Linked DNA regions of Mus musculus: all the other regions are linked to region 1. Evidence: chromatin contacts called from public Hi-C and promoter capture Hi-C data. All regions are on one chromosome and are shown on one strand. Each heading gives the region's core, a stretch centred on a gene start, on an enhancer-like site or on the middle of the called end of the contact. The rest is flanking DNA. Distances are from core to core; before and after follow the strand shown. Region 1 holds the start of Tomm6os (translocase of outer mitochondrial membrane 6, opposite strand). Region 2 holds the start of Mad2l1bp (MAD2L1 binding protein). Region 3 holds the start of Cul7 (cullin 7). Region 4 holds the start of Mea1 (male enhanced antigen 1).

The links. Promoter capture Hi-C pulls out the DNA fragments that hold promoters and counts their contacts. Hi-C and Micro-C count contacts between places; a contact is called where the count stands out from the background.
Region 2: a contact with region 1 is called in a promoter capture Hi-C map of liver, with 3 times the contacts expected there. The contact joins the promoter of Mad2l1bp here to the promoter of Tomm6os in region 1. A contact is called at or near these places in 4 of 39 promoter capture datasets (hippocampal neurons, liver and pre-B cells) and 1 of 115 datasets of contacts at active chromatin or transcription factors (astrocytes).
Region 3: a Hi-C map of CD8 T cells shows a contact between it and region 1, with 4 times the contacts expected there. The contact joins the promoter of Cul7 here to the promoter of Tomm6os in region 1. A contact is called at or near these places in 1 of 39 promoter capture datasets (liver), 3 of 484 Hi-C or Micro-C datasets (CD4 T cells, CD8 T cells and regulatory T cells) and 4 of 115 datasets of contacts at active chromatin or transcription factors (astrocytes, embryonic forebrain, embryonic stem cells and 1 more).
Region 4: a promoter capture Hi-C map of pre-B cells shows a contact between it and region 1, with 2.9 times the contacts expected there. The contact joins the promoter of Mea1 here to the promoter of Tomm6os in region 1. A contact is called at or near these places in 3 of 39 promoter capture datasets (liver and pre-B cells) and 1 of 115 datasets of contacts at active chromatin or transcription factors (bone marrow-derived macrophages).

What each region holds. Positions count from the first base shown.
Region 1 is chr17:47,686,139-47,689,299 of GRCm38.p6, reverse strand. It overlaps Tomm6os (translocase of outer mitochondrial membrane 6, opposite strand), which reads right to left and starts at 1,690. Exons shown (of 3, transcript NR_045945.1): 1 at 1,183-1,690; 2 at 651-732; 3 at 1-570. Gm20517 (predicted gene 20517) reads right to left here. Exons shown (of 9, transcript NR_157366.1): 9 at 2,561-3,161. It overlaps Usp49 (ubiquitin specific peptidase 49), which reads right to left. Exons shown (of 7, transcript NM_198421.2): 7 at 2,561-3,161. Tomm6 (translocase of outer mitochondrial membrane 6) reads left to right here and starts at 914. Exons shown (of 3, transcript NM_025365.3): 1 at 914-1,401; 2 at 2,012-2,112; 3 at 2,292-2,655. The coding sequence starts at 1,274. The coding sequence ends at 2,108. It also overlaps Prickle4 and a transcript of Frs3 not described here.
Region 2 is chr17:46,152,126-46,155,286 of GRCm38.p6, reverse strand. Mad2l1bp (MAD2L1 binding protein) reads left to right here and starts at 1,736. Exons shown (of 3, transcript NM_025649.3): 1 at 1,736-1,844; 2 at 2,246-2,508. The coding sequence starts at 1,790.
Region 3 is chr17:46,648,787-46,651,947 of GRCm38.p6, reverse strand. Cul7 (cullin 7) reads right to left here and starts at 1,610. Exons shown (of 26, transcript NM_025611.5): 1 at 1,233-1,610; 2 at 1-511. The coding sequence starts at 503. Mrpl2 (mitochondrial ribosomal protein L2) reads right to left here. Exons shown (of 7, transcript NM_025302.4): 6 at 2,840-2,913; 7 at 1,816-2,064. The coding sequence ends at 1,852.
Region 4 is chr17:46,679,433-46,682,593 of GRCm38.p6, reverse strand. It overlaps Mea1 (male enhanced antigen 1), which reads right to left and starts at 1,473. Exons shown (of 4, transcript NM_010787.2): 1 at 1,389-1,473; 2 at 697-977; 3 at 483-585. The coding sequence starts at 966. Klhdc3 (kelch domain containing 3) reads left to right here and starts at 1,664. Exons shown (of 12, transcript NM_027910.3): 1 at 1,664-1,892.

The DNA of each region.
Region 1 (3,161 bases), core at 441-2,940:
AAGGACAAGCGTCTTTTGGTAAAGGAGGGGACGGTGCAGATCTTAAGGGGAGGGAGCGGCGGCTTGGGCTGAGCATAGAAGGGGGTAATTTCCCAGATCAGAACCCTTCGCCCCATGCCTACGCTGTCCTACCCGCTCCAGCAACACCCAGTCCTCCCACCGCAACCCCCAGACGCGAGCATTGGGGCCCGCAGCTCTCACCGCGCGTCCCTGGCCTGCGAGCTCCAAAGGCCTCTTGAACCCACCCGGCGGGGCTGCGGCGCCGGACTCGCTCCCAGGCGGGGGAGGCGGTCGCCCACTGGTGGACGGAGGCGGGGGGGCCCCTGGGGTAGACTGGCGGCAGCGGTGGCGCGCACGGCACAGCCTGGGGCGGGGCGGGAGGCTGCACGCAACCCTGGCCCGCCTCTTGCACAAGGACTTGGGGGCTCTGAGATGGGCATTTCTGATGGGTTTGGAACAGAGGAAGAAGGACCCGATCCAAGCGTCGGCTGGAACCGTGCCTCCTCGGATGACAAGATCACCTCCCGAGCTGCGCTTCTCTCTGCAGTTCCCACTCTCACCCTGGAAACCCTGAATGGGGCATCCAAACGGCAGGATAGAGACGGCCCACAGACACCCGGGAGTCCCATAGAGGACAGCCCCTGCCCCACCTGCTCCTCTTCCTCTGAGTCGGAACCCGAAGGCTTTTTCTTTGGCCAGCGCCTTCCAGAGCCCTGGAAGACCCCCGAAAACCTGCAAGCAGATGACAGAGACATCTCCAGGAAGCACTGCACCATTTGTTAGTGGCGCGGCCTGGAGATCAGGGTGGTGGGATTGGGGTGGGGTGGGGTGGGGGGACTTATGTAGCGAGATAACAAGGCTGTGCTGTGTAAAGACCGGACACAGAAGGCAGCCAGGCACGCGGGATAATCCCATTGGTACTGCACGCTCTCTGACCTGAAAGACACTTTCTTGGGAGCATCCCACTGCCCAGCGCCTACAGGGTGAGCTAACCCCTATCCGCAGAGGCTGGGCTAGCCTCACCGTCATCACCTTGCTTAAACTAACTGGGTTGTAGAGCAGCACTGGGAACCGACCCCCGTCCCTGGGAGGCGGGGCCGCGGGGCTCCGCCTCCGATCAGGCGTCCTGGCTCTACGAACTCCTGGAGGAGGTGGGGGCGGGCCTTCTCGCTCATTTCTTACGCTGATCGGCGGAAGTGCGGAGATCGGAAGTTGCGCAATCGGCTTGCGACGACCCGGTGCGACGCTCGGTTGGTACGTGCTTAGTGCTGGTATGGCTTCCAGCGGAGTGACGGTGAGCGCCGCCGGGTCGGCCAGCGAGGCCTCAGAGGTTCCAGACAACGTGGGAGACTGGCTCCGCGGTGTCTTCCGCTTCGCCACCGATCGAAACGACTTCCGGAGGTAACCAAGCCCGGGCCGTCTCTGGTCCTCATAAACTTAAACTTGTATTTCCTTACCTGGTGAGTCTGGCATGCATCCCCAGAGGTTTTATCGCTTTGAGAACCTTGTGGTCTCGTGGTGGCAAAAGACACCCTGTCACGTGGCTTTCAAGGAATGACGCTCCGGGCTACAGCGATAGTTCAGACGCCAAGCCTGAGGATTTGGGATCCATGGGACCCGCCGATCCATGAGACCCGCAGGGTACAAGAAGAGACCAACCCCTGCGGGTTGTACTGACCTCCACACGTGCGCTGTGTCGCGTGCACGCGCACGCACATACACAAATTAAAGAACGTCATATTTTTAAAGAAATCGCCCTAACCTAGAAGGCAGGGAAGGGGTGCCAACGCATAAGCAAATTTTAGCCCCCGCAGAGTACTAAGTTGGCCTTGGCTTGTGTTAGTAGATGCGAACGTAAAATTCTCATGTGCATATTAGGAGGACATACCCCTGTATCAGGTGTCAGTCAGCACCTCCAGAAGGTGGTGCTGAGAGGAAACTTGCCATAGTATGTCATTAGCTGCATGAGACTCTCGGACTGTAGGGTTAATGAAATGTATTCTTGACCCAGGAACTTGATCCTCAATTTGGGACTCTTTGCTGCGGGAGTCTGGCTGGCCAGGAACTTGAGTGACATTGATTTGATGGCCCCTCAGCCAGGGGTGTAGCCAGGTAAGACTTCACTTTCCCCTGCCTATTTCAGGAATCCTAAAAGATGAAGACAGCAGTATGTTCTGTCAGCTAGTCACAGAAGTAGGGAAGATTCTTGGGGTAAAGCCTTGCCCTTGTGTTTCTAGGTGAGAGCAGTTCTCCTGTGTTTCCCCGTTTCTGATGCTGTTATCTGCTTACAGAGAATGGAACTCCTGTGTATTCAGACTTTCCAAAGACAGCCTACTGTCTGTGACCACAAGATCCTACCTGAGTGGCAGCTGAAGTTGACTCCCTCTCCTTGCCTGAACCCCCCCCCACTGCCCCCCCATCCCCCAGTGTCGGCTGAGATGTTGCCTCTGCACGGTTCTGTGTGCAGTTCCCAACTTTCTGCAGAAGATGGTCCTTGCCCTTGTCCTGAAGAGTAGTAATGGTTCTTGAAAAAGATTTCAAATAAAGCCTGCACATAAAAGACAGGTATTTTATTCTTTTAATAAGAAACTTATTACAAAAACAAGGTGTAAAAAGTCCGCTTACAAAAATCAAATAAACATGACTTGTATTTCACACTCAAGAGACAGGCATGAGCCCCAAACATGATCTGCAGTGGAGATGAAATGGGAATGGGACCACCCACTTCCCAGGGATGCACACGTGCCGCAAAGCTGATTCTTGAGCAGTTCCTACTGCTGAGTCTTCCTGTAGGAAGAAGGTGGTGGTTGTCGTTTTAGTTTGCCAGGTGGGTTCTCCAGGGACCAGGGAGGCATTGTTGGGATAGAGTGAGACCTGGTGGCAGGAGTGGACAGTGATGTGTGGGTGGAGACAAACGTGTCAGGGAGCACAAGGAAGCAGCTTCCTTCACAAACAAAGGTGCTCCCTACCCTGAAATTCACACTGGTGCTGCTGTCTGGTGTTCTTCCAGGCACGCAGAAACCAGCACAGAAAGACTCCTGTACCAGGGAACCAGGTGGCGGTAGAGACGGGGTCTCCATAGTTTCATGTAGTCAATTGACTGGGTATTTTAAAACTTTTTTTATGCACCAGCCGCTTTGGAACTGGTTGTGGGTCACAGC
Region 2 (3,161 bases), core at 487-2,986, 1.5 Mb after region 1:
CAGTGCTCTTAACTGCTGAGCTATCTCTCCGGCCCCAAACTTTTAGAGAAGCCTAATGGCTCAGTAATAGAAAACAAAGGCTTAGTAGGTTCTTGTTTCTTGGGAGTAAATATCAAGTCAGTATATATTTCTACAAGTACATCTATTTTATTAGTATGCAAATTTGATTTGGTCTTTAGTTAGTGATAAAATTGTATGTATGTTGAAAAAAAAATTTTAGGAATCCATTTGCGTGTTTGTTAGTCACTTGGGGTAGGCTGGGGTTTCATTTTTTGTAATGCTGGGAATCAAGCTCAGGATTCATGTACTCTATAAACTGATCCCGTGTCTCCAGTCATGTCAATAGCCAAGTTTAAAATGAACTTCTTTGCCCTGCAGTGGTGGCGCTCGCCTTTAATCTCAGCATTTGGGAGGCAGAGACAGGCATATTTCTGAGTTCGAGGCCAGCCTGGTCTACAGAATGAGTTCTGGACAGCCAGGGCTACACAGAGAAACCCTGTCTTGAAAAACAACAGCAACAACAAAGAACTTATTTATTATCGTTACATGTTTGACCTTATAAACCCCCCCCCTTTTTTTTTTTTGACACAGGGACTCTCAGTATAGCCCTGGATATCCTGGAATTCACTCTGTAGACCAGGCTGGCCTCAAACTCTAGATCTACCTGCCTCTGCCTCCCCAGTGCTGGGATTAAAGCTGATATGACCATACCCAGCCATAACATGTTAATGTACTCGCGTCACTTCCCCATTTGTGTTTGTGAGTGAGCCTGTTACATAGTGGTGTAGAGGGACTCTAGTCTCTCCTTTCACTTTGTGGGTCCTGTTTGAACTCAGGTCATCGAGCTTGGCAGCAAGCTTCCTTATGTCTGTGGCATCTCCCAGGATTCCTTCCTGCCCTACTTTGAAAAAGCTTATTCATCCCCCTATGTGAGATCAAGTTCAAACTTCACTTGGGAATTCCTGTCATGACCTTGATGCCGTTTATCTATTACCACCTTAACAATTCAGGTAGGCCTGGAACTCAGGAACTCTGCCTCCTGAGTGCTGGGATTAAAGGCGTGCACCGCCACTGTCCTGCTAAAAACCTTAACTCTTTATAGTATTATAAGGGTCTATGACGGGCGTGGTGGTGCACGCCTTTAATCCCAGCATTTGGGAGGCAGAGGCAGGTGGATTTCTGAGTTCGAGGCCATCCTGGTCTACAAAGTGAGTTCCAGGACAGCCAGGACTATACAGAGAAACCCTGTCTGGAAAAACCAAAAGAAAAAAAAAAAAGGGTCTATGATTTGCTCAAGAAAGATAACCCAGACTCAAACAGTATGTAAACACAAAGAGTGTTTTATTCTGCAGAAGTCCAACATGCTGGAGTCTCCCATTACCAAGATAGAGAGACCCCGAAGTGAGTTCAAAGGCTGGATTTAAAGCACTATTAAGCGAATTCCAGGGAGGGGTAGGTGAACTTCTAGTTTACTTAATCTTGGCTCTATCTCTAAGGACATTCCAGAATGGGGGGTTGGGGGCGGGGTGGGTGCTGGAAACTATTGCTGAGAAAAAAAAAAAAAAAAAATGAAGGCATCCCCAGCCCCAGGGGACGACTGGGTCGCCTAAGTGGGAGGGGCCAAGAGCTCCCCGGCTTGGGTGTGGTTCAAGTCATCTCCAACCTCCACCATTCAGCGGCTGCGCTGAGTCCCTTCTGGCTGGTAAGAGCCGGAAGTGGAGCTTAAGCTTCCCATGATTCTTTGCGGGGCGTCTATTTTAACCGCAGGACGACTAGGCTGGCAGTCGCGATGGCTGCGTCCGGTGAGGAGGATATGTCCGAACTGTCCCCTGCTGCTGCCCCAAGTAAGGCGTGGGATCCATAACTTGGGGACTCGTTTCTTCCCTGCTGCTACCTCCCCAGATGCATTTAGTGGCTGACGTTTCCTCCGTCGTTCCTTTCTGTCCTTGTTCCTGGTGTCCCAGTCCGCCCTATCTCTGCAAGTCACTCCCTCGCCCTTAAGTGGAATTGTTTTTCCTGCCCTGTCCCCTTGGGTGTTCTGCCCCTGATATTTCATACCGAAACATTAGTCTCAGTCTTCTAAAGCCCCCTTTCCTGTCCCTGATGTCACTTAAATCGTCCCCGGCCAGTATCAGGTTTCCTGTCACCTATGGGAGTGTCTGCTGATGGAGCCTCTGGGAACGCTAAGACTAACGCTGACTTTGACAACCCCTCCCCTTTCTTTACCTTTTCACTTATGGACTAGATTTGGATTGGTATGAGAAGCCGGAAGAAACTCATGCTCCTGAAGTAGATCTTGAGACTGTCATCCCGCCAGCCCAGGAACCTTCCAATCCTGCGGAGCCCTTTTGCCCAAGAGACCTGGTGCCGGTGGTGTTTCCCGGGCCTGTGAGCCAGGAAGACTGCTGCCAGTTTACTTGTGAACTTCTCAAGCATATCCTGTACCAGCGCCATCAGCTCCCTCTGCCCTATGAACAGCTGAAGCACTTCTACCGGAAAGTTCCCCAGGTATGTGCAGGCTTTCTGAGAAAATTGGTGGGAAGACTTTGTGGCTCATAGATGATGGGGAAGTAGAAAAGTGACCTAAGATGTCTTCAGCCTCCCTGCAAGTCTAGGCTTTTGCAGAGCCTTCCTTGCCTCATTTTCTCTGCACTTGGGTCTCTCCCTTTTTTCTCTTGTTCTTTTTCTGAGACTCTTCCTATTACCGGTTGTATGAGGATATTATTAGTTCTTTTTGGAGCTGTACTGATGGTTGTGAGCCATCATGTGATTCCTGGGAATCAAACTCAGGACATTTTCTGCCCGCTCCGGCCCTGCTCACTCTGGCACAAGGGTTTGTTTGTTTGTTTATGGTTTTCTTTGAGACAGGGTTTCTCTGTATAGCCCTGGCTGTCCTAGAACTCACTTTGTACACCAGGCTGGCCTTGAACTCAGAAATCCGCCTGCCTCTGCCTCCCAAGTGCTGGGATTAAAGGCGTGTGCTTATTTATTATATGTAGGTACACTGTAGCTGTCTTCAGACACTCCAGAAGAGGGAGTCAGATCTCATTAGGGATGGTTGTGAGCCACCATGTGGTTGCTGAGATTTGAACTCAGGACCTTTGGAAGAGCAGCAGTTAGTGCTCTTAACTGCTGAGCCATCTCTCCAGCACATGAGTTTG
Region 3 (3,161 bases), core at 361-2,860, 1.0 Mb after region 1:
AACATGTGCATGAGCAAGTTCACAACCCTGCGGTCTTTGAAGATGCCAGTGAGGGGCTCGATGCTGGCATAGGCACTGAGTACATGGACCGTGTGAAGGAGAGGGGCAGGAGGCACGGTGCCCACGCACTCCTCCAGCTGCCGAAGGGCCCTCTGAATCAAGGACTTCACATCTGTTTCCATCTCCCCCAGCACAGACTTGTCGAGGGCCCCTGCCTCAGTGGACTCCCGGGAAGGTGCGATGACTTGGCCATTCTCGCCCAGCATCTTGTGGCAGTTGGCATAGATCTCATCGTCAGACATCCATAACAGGATATGCTCAGCCTTGCAGTCCACTGTAGAGTCCCGGTCCCCATCATCCCCGCGCCTGAGGATGAGCCAGCGGATCTGATACTCGGGGTGCCCATTATGGCCAACCCGTTGGCGGATCAATTCATCCGGATACGCGTGCAAGCCAGGCCCCAGGGGCACCCTGAATTCCCTGTATCGTAGCTCCCCTACCATCGTGGCACCTGAGACACACAAGGAAGAGAGAAAAGGCAAGCTAGAGTGAGAGGGAGGTCAGAAAACAAGGGCATCCAGGAGTTGGAGGAGCGAAAGCAGCAACAGCTGTTATTCTGGGTGGGGTAAAGTTGGGCCTGCTTCGGCCGGTGAGACCTGGACTGGACAGAAGAACATTGCGGAGTTTGTTATTCAAGAGCAAAATATTGGAGCTAAGAGGTCTCTAAGGCTCGCAGCCTCGAGTGGGTTTGGTTCGGAACACCCGGAAGGGCAGTGGCATAGAGCAGTGTTGGATTTACAAATGAAGCCCAAGGTCCTGGGACAGATAAAAGTAATTTAGGGAAACGGGTGTGTGGGGGCCCAGAACTGTGTCGGAGGGGGATGCGGTCTCTAAATTGAAGCACTGGATTGTGAGGCCCAAAGGAAAGGGCACAGAAATGGCCATCAGCAAAGCACGATGGGCTGGGAGAAGGGGAAGGTATGGGAGACATCCATGACCAGAGGCGCGAGGCCGGGAGAAGGGTGCATCAGGGGTCCGATGGATAAGCGGCGCGAGGCTTGGTGGATGGGAATCAAGACCCGAGAAGGTCCGGAAAGGGCGTGGTGGGATAGGATGGGGAGGTAGGCCCAGTAAAGGATAGTCCCGAAGCACGGTTGGGAAGGAGACGCGAGGCTCCGCGGTCGATCGGAAGCCCAGAATAGGGGCAGGGGCTGCGGTGGGGCTCTGGCCACCTCAGAAGTCCGCCGGGATCCTGGCGCGAGGCCTGTCCTTTGCAGAGCTAGGGACGCGCGGAACACGATGGCGGCTGCGGCGCTGGCGAGTGTTTGGGCCCCGCCTGGGCCCCCTGAAGGGGTCTAGGCGCAGAGGAGGGGGCGTGCCTCTGCAGGAGACAGGCGGGCAGAGGGCGTGACCAGCAGAGGCCTCCGAGGCGCGCCGGCGCACTGCCTGCTGCAGGGTGGAGCCTAGTCCTGGCTGGTGCTCCAGGCGCTCCGAGGCTCCGCCGCCTGCTCCAGCCACCGCTCGCTTCCGCCTGATTTAGCGGAAAGCTGGGGGCCGGGGGCCATCAGCGGGCGGAGTAGCGGGTGCCACCTGGACGACGCAGCCCTCCAGTCCTGCACCGCCCTTTCCTCTTCCTCTTAGTCCTCCTTCCTGCTGCCGGAAGTGCCTTCCCATTTCCCAAAGCCAGAACTGGATAGGACCTTGGAGGTCATTTCTGCCCCCTCCCCATCCGTTTTTCCATCCTCTTCCCTCTATCCCTGTTTACTTCTTGTCCATTCTGTACCGCGCCCTCCCAAGTGAAAAGGTAGTAAGAGATAAAAACAAGAGACATTTTATTAGAGTCCAGGGCAATCAGTTTTGGGCAGCAGCGGAGGGCAGCTTCACATAACTCTTCATGGGTGGTAGTGGCCGAATCTTTCGGCCGGCCCAGCCTCCCTTGCGTTGCCACAGCCCACTGTTAGGCCTCTTGCCCAGCCAGCGGTTCCTTCCTGCCTTGCCGATGACCCGCTGGTTATGGTTAACGTTGGATACTCGGCCTACAGTTGCAGTGCATGACTCCAGCACCTGACAAGAGAAGCAGACAAGAACGCACCGGTGGGGACACGAGGCTGGCAGGGCAGTGTTGGGAACACTACTCTGGGTGACTTCTTACACTCAATGAGGGACGGGAGAAGGGAGAAACACAAAACATTAGAATATAAACGTGGGTCCAACAATGAATTAAAAGTTAAGGAAAAGACTCCCCATATCTATGTTTGTGTCTGTGGTTTTCTTTTGGAGTCAGGGTCTGGGAAGGTATGTAGTCTTGGCTGACCTGGCACTGCACCAAGACACCCCTGCCTCTGACTCTTGAGAGATGGGATTAAAAGCCAGTTCCAACCTGGTGGTTCAACCTACGTCTTTTTCTGGTTTTTTGAGAAAGCCTAGGTGGCTTGCTTCTTTTGCCTCAGTGTCTGGGATGCTGGGGTTACAGACACGGATGGCCCGGCCTGGCTGGGAAGGGCATCTCGACTCTAAAGTTCCAGCCTGATATGGCATGCTTAGTCAGGTAGCAGAAACAGAGCAGACACAGAGGGAGGCACTGCCTGGCATCATAAACACTTGGGAGACACTGAGGGACATTCTAAAACTTCCTTCTCTTTTTCTTTTTGTTTTTTGAGGTAGGGTTTCTCTGTGTAGCCCTGGCTGTCCTGGAACTCACTCTGTAGACCAAGCTGGCCTTGAACTCAGAAATCCACCTGCCTCTGCCTCCCAAGTGCTGGGATTAAAGGCATGCGTCACCACTGCCCGGCCAAAACTTCCTTCTTTGCTGACCCCTCCCATCTGTGCCCATACACACCTGCATTTGCCTCTTCGAGGGCAGCTGGATAATGGCTGTCCCGTTCACCTTCCGAAGCAGCACACCGCATGTCCCTGGGGAAGGGGAAACAGCTTGGCCACCTTCCACAAATCAGAGGGAGGTTTCCATGGGGATCTGAGGCCACATGCCACCCTTCCTTTGCCCTTGGGGGGGCACATGAAACACAGAAGATCATACACTATGATCTAGGCTAAAACAAAGCACAGATTGATCCTCTCATTGTTTGTTTCTTCCTGTCCTGGAACAGATGTGAGTCTAAAGGGTTCCCAGAATAGTGCTATCCCAATTGTGGGATGTGTGT
Region 4 (3,161 bases), core at 224-2,723, 1.0 Mb after region 1:
CTGGTCTACAAAGTGAGCTCCAGGACAGCCAGGGCTATACAGAGAAACCCTGTCTCGAAAACCCAAAAAAAAAAAAAAAAAAAAAAAAAAGAACGGGACCAGCTCCTCTCTCCCTAGTGCCTCAGTCAGCCCAAGACCCCCAACACATCATCACGCCCTCATTATTGCCAGGTCTGCCCATTCCCAAGTCTAGTGAGACAGCATTTCACTTAGATTCTGAAGTCCACAAAATCTCAGGTAACGAAATTTTTAGGAATAAAGTGATCTTGTTTGGGGGTGAGGGGGAGAATGGGGGGCATTGTATTCGGTTTTTCTCTGTGCAGCCCTGACTCTCCTGGAATTTGCTCTGTAGACCAGGAGACCACCAGCCTGCCTCTGCCTCATGAGCGCTGGGATTAAAGGTGTGCACCACCATGCCCAGTTCTTACTAGTTTTTGGTAATTATTTCTAAATGAAGGAATGAGCTTTGGTTGTTTTTGTACCTGGGTCCATGGGGATAGAGCTGTGGCTGCTCAATGCGGCGGCTCCCTCCTCATCTTCATCCTCACTCTCCAATGGAGGGTCTGGCAGATGAAGCCCCAGGGCCTGCAGAACCAGAGAAGATAATTTGTTAGGCGCCCCTCCCCCTGCCATTATGATAAACAGCTGTTGGTACATTCCATCTCATCTGCTTAGTAACAGCATCCTCCACCATACCTGGATCCGATCTTGGATGTCAGCAGCTCCATCTTCTCCTTCACCCACTGGTGCCAATTCCACCTCTTCTTGTTCAGGGTCTTGATTGAGGGGCTGGTACGAGTAGCCTGCTGGGCCTGCTCCTGTTTCCTCCTGCTCTTCCTCGGGTTCTTCACTGCTCCAATCCCCAGTTCCTTCTGTAGGACCCTGATGTGGCCCTAAGTCCTCAGTCTGATTGGGGAAGATACGCTCAGGGCCCATGGTGTCTCCCCCTAGAACTACTGCTGCCATCCGGGCAGGGGCTGCAGGGACAGAAAGGCGGGATAGGGATGGGATGAAACCAGGTCTCCTTTCACGTTCAGCCACCCACTTCCCTCTCGCATGGAACTTGCATCTTCCTCCCGTCTCTCCTGCCTCCCTGTCTCAAGTTTGGGTTCTCATATTGAGCTGGAGCACACACGTCTTTAACTCGCCCGATTCCTAAATGAACCGACCACCGGAGGGTTTCACCTCTTCCTAAAAGCCTCTTCCCAGAACCTCGCCCCTCTCACCACGCCCCTCCTCTGGAGGTAACTGCTGGTCGCCAGGCTACCCACCATAGCGCGTCCCCGCCCCTCATTCCCTCTATTCCGGGGGAGTGTAGTACCGCCTGGCAAAAACCCCTTCAGGCCCAGGGTCTCCCCTTCAATGGCCCCAGCTACAGAGTCCCCTACCCGCCCCACTGATTCTCGGCGTTGGTATTTCCTCGCGCCTCACCCTCTCAGAGCCCACAGCCGGACCCGCACCTTCACTTCCGGCGGGGCAGGACATGCTGGGGCTCTTAGTCCTCCAGCCCCGCCCCGTGCCCGAGACTGACGCAAGCGAGGACAAGTCCGCCTCTTGCCCCGCCTCCGCCATCCCCTGCCCGGACCACAAAGAACTACATTACCCAGTGACCCTCAGGCGTGCGACGTGAACTGGTGTTCTGCGCATGCGCACAAACCGGCCCCGCCCACCCGCTCCCCATCTTTCGGCCCTGGGGTAATTCGTGGACTACAAGTCCCTGAAGCTGTCGGGCCGGCAATTCTCACTGCACGTGCGCGTCCCGCTGCCCGCCGGAAGGACGAAGTCTGGCAGTGTTTATCTCGTTGGGGACCGAGGAATCGGTTGGCGGGCAACGGGTTCTAGGCTGCTGGCAGCGCGAGGACCCGCGGCCCCACCCCGGCCCGGCCTGGCAGGTAGCCTGGGATGGGTTGGGGGGATGAGGAAAATTGAAGGGACAGGCGACGCCCATTGCCTACGGCTGGGGCCGCGCGGGAGGGGCTGAGAAGGCTGAGCTGGGGGTGGGGAGGGAGCTAGGGGGATGCTGGGAAAGAGGAGTGTTAATGGTCCGCGAAAGGGTTAGGGGAAAATGGCCTGGAGACGGGTGGGAGAGACCTGGTGGCTGGAGGAAGCGCTGAGAGAAGTGGACGAGTGGGTTCCGAAGAGAATCAGGAAGCTGAGCATAATGGCAGGGGGAGGGGGCAGTGTGGCGTCGTGGGGGAGGGGCGGCTGAGAAAGGTGGACTACAACCGGAGACCAGTCTCATTCACAGAGCGGTATGGTTGGCAGGGGATAAGAATGGCTTGCTTCCCTTCGTGAACTTAGACGAGTTAGAGGGCTCTGGTGTGGACCTTGAAGTGGTGGGAGGAGGAACTGCAAGGCTCTCGGGAAATTAAGAAGGGAAGGGGCGCGAGCAGGGAGGGGAAGCCGACCTCAGGGGCTGGGATGTTGAAAATGGCCTATTGGTGGGAAATGCTGGAGACCCAGAGATAACGTATAACCTCCTGCCTCCGAGTTCTCCTTAGGAAGATGGAGTCTTCCTCCGTCTGCCACTGGGATTGTAGTCTTATCTTTGTGCATTTTCGTTTTATCTGGACTTACTTTCAAAGGAGAGTAAAAGATATGAAGGAGGTTGATAGGCTCTCCACCACCACGTTCTTTCCTTTCTTTCTCTATTTTTTGTTTGTTTTTTTTTTTTGAGACAGGTTCTTGTAGCTCTGGCTAATTTGGGACTTACTGTGTAGACCCAGGTGGCTGACCTTAATTACACAGACATCCCCCTGCCTCCATGCCCCAGCACGAGTGCCTTGGACTTGGATTCTTAAGCTTTCAGTCCTCTTTCTCTGATAAGCAAAAATTGAAGAGCCTGAGTAATGAAGGAACAGTTTAACTTTTGGCTGCTGCTGTTTCACATTGAGAGAGATGGCTACTTAAAGTATACAGTGAAAGGTTGTGGGGGCAGTTGATTCATGAAAGCTGCGTCTGTCCCCTTGAAGGGAACCTCCTTTGCTTGAGGTGCACCCACCCCACCCCCGAGGTTTTTCCTCCCTGCCAAGGATTTTTGAACAGGAAGTGAATGATCACCCAAACCCAGCAGATGTCTCCTGGCAAAGGCATCGCTAGTTGCAAAAAGATTTGCCTGAAAGAGCTCTCAGATATACCTGTTATCACTAGGCTGGCCGGCT